Linked DNA regions of Pan troglodytes: region 1 is linked to region 2. Evidence: chromatin contacts called from public HiChIP or PLAC-seq data. All regions are on one chromosome and are shown on one strand. The core of a region is the stretch at or near the end of the contact, and the rest is flanking DNA. Distances in the headings are between cores, read along the strand shown.

What was found. HiChIP or PLAC-seq counts read pairs in DNA pulled down with a chosen protein or histone mark.
Region 1: an H3K4me3 HiChIP or PLAC-seq map of stem cell-derived excitatory neurons shows a contact between it and region 2, with 3 times the contacts expected there. The contact joins the promoter of GDF7 here to the promoter of RHOB in region 2. A contact is called at or near these places in 1 of 7 Hi-C or Micro-C datasets (induced pluripotent stem cells) and 1 of 1 datasets of contacts at active chromatin or transcription factors (stem cell-derived excitatory neurons).

Annotation. Positions count from the first base shown.
Region 1 is chr12:102,209,714-102,212,547 of NHGRI_mPanTro3-v2.0_pri, forward strand. It overlaps GDF7 (growth differentiation factor 7), which reads right to left and starts at 1,562. Exons shown (of 2, transcript XM_003308907.6): 1 at 1,068-1,562. The coding sequence starts at 1,449.
Region 2 is chr12:102,428,968-102,431,700 of NHGRI_mPanTro3-v2.0_pri, forward strand. RHOB (ras homolog family member B) reads right to left here and starts at 1,437. Exons shown (of 1, transcript XM_001141071.8): 1 at 1-1,437. The coding sequence starts at 1,021. The coding sequence ends at 431.

The sequences.
Region 1 (2,834 bases), core at 312-2,811, 220 kb before region 2:
TGCAAGGCCTCTGCCTGCCTTCCCAGGCTAGGACCTGAGGTATGCTGACTGTCACTGGCTCCCAAGCAGGGCTGCCTCAGCCCCACCCGCTCACTTCCCAGCCCTATTCGCCTTTCTTTCCCTCCTGCCCTCCATGCTGGGTCTCTGGCTGGATAGAATTAAGGCCGAAATTACTTGCATTTCCGCCTGAAATTAGGTAAATTTTCTCTATCTGTCTGCTTTAATGATTTCAATGGAGATTAATAAAATCCAGATGACATACAGCAGCCACACCACAGCCTCACCTACATCTTACCTTTGGAAGGCCCCGGGCAGAACAAGGTGGGGTGCTTGGTCTAAGAGAGGCCTGCATTCCTGCAGGGTCCCCAGCAGGCCTCTCCTCCCCACACCACCAGGATCCTTGACCTCTGGCTCTCCCAGGGGCCCAGCACCAGACACAGGCACCCATAGCTGCACATGTCACACACACACAAACCACCACCACCCAGACCAACCTGCTGAGCAGGGCACTCCTCATACCTGGTTATGCCACCAGCCTCTCCAGGGCCATTTACTTTAGTCTGATACCTGCCTCTGCCCTAGTTTTCCCTGGGCTTCCCCCAATTTGTGTGGCCCGCAGGAGACTGGGAGCTGCAGAAATTGCTGCAAGGAAGGAGCCATCACCCTCACCACCGTGCAGTCCCTCTCGCCGTGACTCCCGGGAACACAGCTCTCGCCCTCCTTTCTTCTCTGAGGGCTCCGAGGCCACTCCAGACCATTCCCCAAGAAGTGAATCTTGGCCTCCGCCTGCCTCCTCGAGGGGACCAGCCGGCCTGCAAGGCCAGGGAGACCTGGGAGAGGGACCAGTCAGCCCTCTGGGACTGGGCCCCGGGAGCTGCCGCGACTCTCGCCACAGTCCAGGTGCAGCGGGCTGGAGAGTGTTGGCCTCGGCGAAGTTTCCTTCTATCACCTGAGGGTGGGCCGCATGGGGCCGCGGCTCCAAATGTAACGGAGCTGCGGCACGGCTCCGGGGCTGGTCTCAGCCCAGGACCTGACGGGATGGGCGGGCACAGAAGAGGCGTAAGTACCTTGGGTCGCCTGGTCTGTGAAGCCGGTGATCGTGTCCGCGCGACCATGGCCCGAGGCGGAGACAGCGGCTGCCCCGGCCGGAGCCCTCCCGGCCAGGCTCCGGTAAAGCGACATCATGAAGTGGTGCGGCACCACCGAGCCGTTCCTGAAGCCGGAGCCCGCGGCGCGGCGCGCGGCGCGGGCCCGGGGAACCGCGGCGGCCGGGACAGCCGCGGCGCCCGCAGCCTGGGCAAGAGTCCGCCCGCCGCCGCCGCCGCCCCCTGGGCTCCGGACCGGCCCAGCCCCCGCCGCTCGCAGCACGGCGGCCGCTTCCAGCCCGTCGCGGGGGCGGCAGGCGCTCAGCAGCCAAAGGCACAGCGCGGCGGCGGCGCTCAGGTCCATGGGCTCCGTGGGCCGGGCGGGCGGGCGGCGCGGGCTCCGTGGCTCCGGGAAGTCCCCCGGCGCCTTTTGAACATAGTGTTTAATAATGGGGGAAGTGTGCGCGGCCAGCTGCGGCCCCCCCTCCTGGCCCACCCCACCCCCGCCCAACGCCCGGAGCAGCGCCCCCTGCTGAAAGCTCCGGCGGCCGCTATGCGCCCCCTACCCCGGCCTAGAGTGGAGACCAGGGCCGGAGCCTCCTCCTCCCACCGCAGCGCTACGCCCCCACCCTCGCCAAGCGAGTGCCACTGGCCCCAGCCTCCCGACACGCCCGGGTGCCCCGCCTCCCCTCCCCGCGGCAGTGCGACACCCCCTCCATCGGCCCAAGACCAACGCGCCCTCCGTGGTTCCAGGCTCGGGGCACCGCGCGCACCCGCCCAGCTTCCTCCCCACTCCCCCGCAGAGAAACACCCGCCCCCTCCCTGCCCTGGTTCCCAATGCCGGGAACGGGGCGGCAGAGTTGGGGCCGCGGAAGGGCTCGCCCTCCAGACCGCTTCGCGCCGCGGCCGGGTGGCCGCTCAGAGAGAGGCCACAGGATGCTCCCGGCGGCCTCAAAGTCGCGTTCCGGATCGCGGGTCGGCGGTTCCCCACTCAGCCACAGACCCCAAAGGATTGCAGCGGGCGGCCAGAGCAGGGGAGGGGGCCGGTAGGGGAGGAAGGGAGGGCGAGGAGCTGAAAGGGCAGGCCTGTAAGAGACCTTTGGACGCGGACCGCCCGTCGTAAAAGCAAGGTTTGGGCGCGGAAGTTGCGCTTCAGCGGGAGCCAAGCTCTAGAAAGAGCTCGGAATGAGGACGGCAGCCCCGGGTGATGGGGGATCTCGCGCGGGAGTGCGCTAAGAGTTTGGCTGTGCGTCCAACTGGCGACCTTCCACCCGCCTTCTGGGCGAGGGCAGCGGCTAACGAAAACCAGCTACCGGCTGTGTGCGTGAGCGGCCAGGAGCCGGGAGAGCGGACGGCGCAGAGCCCCGGGATGGCGCCTCCGAGCTTCTTACCCCGCCGCGGTGATGGCGCGGGTCCCGAGGTGGATAGAGGGGACGCCCGGCAGCGGCGAAGCCCTGGGGCGCACTCGCGCGGGCCGCAGAGCAGTTTGCTCCGCGGCTGGGACAGGTTGCGGAGGCCAAGTCTCAGGGGAACGCGCAGGAGAGGGGGGTTATCGGCTCTGCTCTGCCGGCAGCCTGGACATCCCCCTAGATCGGAAACTTTCAGCAGATCGAAGGCCTGGGCCAAACGAACTGCCGAAGAAGGGCAGGCGGGTCCTTTGCCTTTAAAATTGCATTTTCTGCAGAACTCAAAATCTAGACTGGGTCGGCACGTCGTGATCACCTTGAGCGGGTGATCAGCTTCAAAGCG
Region 2 (2,733 bases), core at 187-2,686:
GGCTCCCGCTGGTGAAAGGCGAACATCTGATGGGGCGCGGCCACACTCCCGCGCCAATCTCGCCCCCGGGGATCAGAGGCGGGGGTGGGGTGAAAATGGGGCGAGGGGAGTCGAACACACACACAGCCACACACTCTGAGGCCCGGCTCTTCAGAAAAGCATGCTCAGGGGACCCTTGGCACTCAGTGGGGAGCCCAGGCCTGTGCAACACAGCTGGACGCACACAGACACTGGGAAGGGGGCGCCCGGTGCCCGCGCCAAGTCCTGGCGCAAGCCAGAGGCGTCAGCAGACAGATGCCAGGCAGGCCGGTGGGGTCCTTGTGGGACACGGGTCTCCCCTTCTCCGGGCTCGCGGGGGACTGGTCCAGGAAGGGGAGCCGCGCCGGCAGGGGAGCCGCGCCGGCAGGGGCAGGCGCGACGGGCGCGGCCCTCATAGCACCTTGCAGCAGTTGATGCAGCCGTTCTGGGAGCCGTAGCGCTTCTGCAGCGCGGCGCGCGTGGCCGTCTCGAAGACCTCGCGCACGCCTTCCTTGGTCTTGGCCGAGCACTCGAGGTAGTCGTAGGCTTGGATGCGCACGGCCATGGCGCGGCCGTCATCCGTGCGCACGGGTTCCTGCTTCATGCGGGCCAGCTCTGTGCGGACATGCTCGTCGCTGCGCAGGTCTTTTTTGTTGGCCACCAGGATGATGGGCACGTTGGGACAGAAGTGCTTCACCTCGGGGACCCACTTCTCGGGGATGTTCTCCAGCGAGTCCGGGCTGTCCACCGAGAAGCACATGAGAATGACGTCGGTGTCCGGGTAGGAGAGCGGCCGCAGGCGGTCGTAGTCCTCCTGGCCCGCCGTGTCCCACAGCGCCAGCTCCACCTGCTTGCCGTCCACCTCGATGTCGGCCACATAGTTCTCGAAGACGGTGGGCACGTACACCTCGGGGAACTCGTCCTTACTGAACACGATCAGCAGGCACGTCTTGCCACACGCGCCGTCGCCCACCACCACCAGCTTCTTGCGGATGGCCGCCATGAGCGGGCCGGGCCCGGGCAGCAGGAGGGGGCCCGCGAACGCCTCGCTGCCCTCCCGCTCGCCGCTCACTGCTCACCTCGGGCTGCGCGCAGGGGGCGAGAGGGTCGCTAGCTGCACCCGGGCCCCGCGGTGGCGCGTTCTCTCGCTGAGCTTCGGCTGCCGCGGCGGGGGCGGTGGGGGCGCGGGGGCATAGGGCGCACCGTGCGTCTCGCCGCGCTGCTCCCGGGCGGTGGTCGCTCTGCTCACCCCAGGCCGAGGATCGGCGGCTTTGTGCGTAACGCGGGCTCGGGCAGCAGATTCGGGCGGTGGACTCGGCCTAGCTCCCTCCCGGGTCTCTCCGGGCCTCGCTGAGCATACAAGAGAACAACTCCAACCAGACTGCGGTGGCAGATGAGGGCTGCGGCCCTAGCGCCCGCTATTTAAAGAGTCCGGCCACTTTCTTAATATAGCCGTCCAATGGGAAACCAGCCGGCTGAGCTCATCGCTGCGGAGCTTGGCTCTGATTGGCCGCCCGCTGCAGCCCGAGGGCGGGGCAGGGCCAGCTTGATTGACGGCCCAGGCCGCCGGGCTGGGAGAGGCAGCGACCGGGGAGTCTGCGCTGCTGCTGGCGCTGCGGGGCTCTGGCGGTACCCGGGTCCCCTCCTTCGCCGCAGCGTCTGCGCGCGGGGTCCCGGAGCTGGCTGTCTGGAGCCTACAGGGTCTGGGCGAGCGGTTCCGAGACAGGCTCCACTCAGTGGGGCGTTGGCGACTCCCATTCAAAATTGCCCCTCTTCCTGGCAAACTCCCGGCGGGTGGTCGGGCCTGTGGGGGAGGGGCAGCTCTTTTAACGTGGTTTTGTTTTTAAATAAACAGACACACACACACACACACACACCCCACACACACACTTTTGTTCCCAAACAAGAGTGTTTTCTCTTTTCTTTTGGAGGCGGCCCCTCCTGTGGTTTAGGGCCCCACCCGGGTACTCGCCCTGGGCCAGCCTCGGGTTTGGACCCGAGAGGCGACCGGCTGGCTGCAAACTGGCTCTTCCAAGTCCCGCCGCCCCTACCCTTCCCAACCCCCAGCTTAGGTCTTTAGGTGAAGATTAAGGGAAGAGGTGCGGAGTGGCCCAAGCTTGACAACGGAAAGGGAAGGTCGAGGCTCGAACACTTGGAGGAAGTTACCGGACAGGAAGAAGCCCCTTCGGCCCCTCTTTTCACTATGAAGTCTGATCCCGGTTCTTAAAACAGAGAACTGTCTGAGATAAATTGTACAATAGAATGTACACTATTGTACAATAGAATGTACAATATTCTGGGTTCAATAGAATCCAACCACCCCAAGACCCCTGAGCAGATGAAAAGGCTTGAGGCTGGAGAAGAGGGGAGGGGTAAGGGGCTAGCAAATGGGGCACAGCGGGTTAGGGGGTGTCCCCTCTATTGGGGCGTTGCCTCCTGATGCACACCAGGACTGAACTCATTTATCCTGTAGATCCTGCATGAAATGACACTACCGGTGATCCGAAAAGACCCAAGTCAACCGATTTCTACGGATAAAAGAGGAAGAAGGGGATAGGGGGAAAGGGGAGTCGGGGAGGGCTCCCGGGCAGGAGAAACAGCCTGAACACAAGCAGGAAGGTGGGAAAGAGCGGGGCAAACTCTAGGAGCTGCATATGCTGGGGCTCATGAGTGCTGAAGTATTAACTGCATGGGCTGGGCTCTGTCTCTCCATTG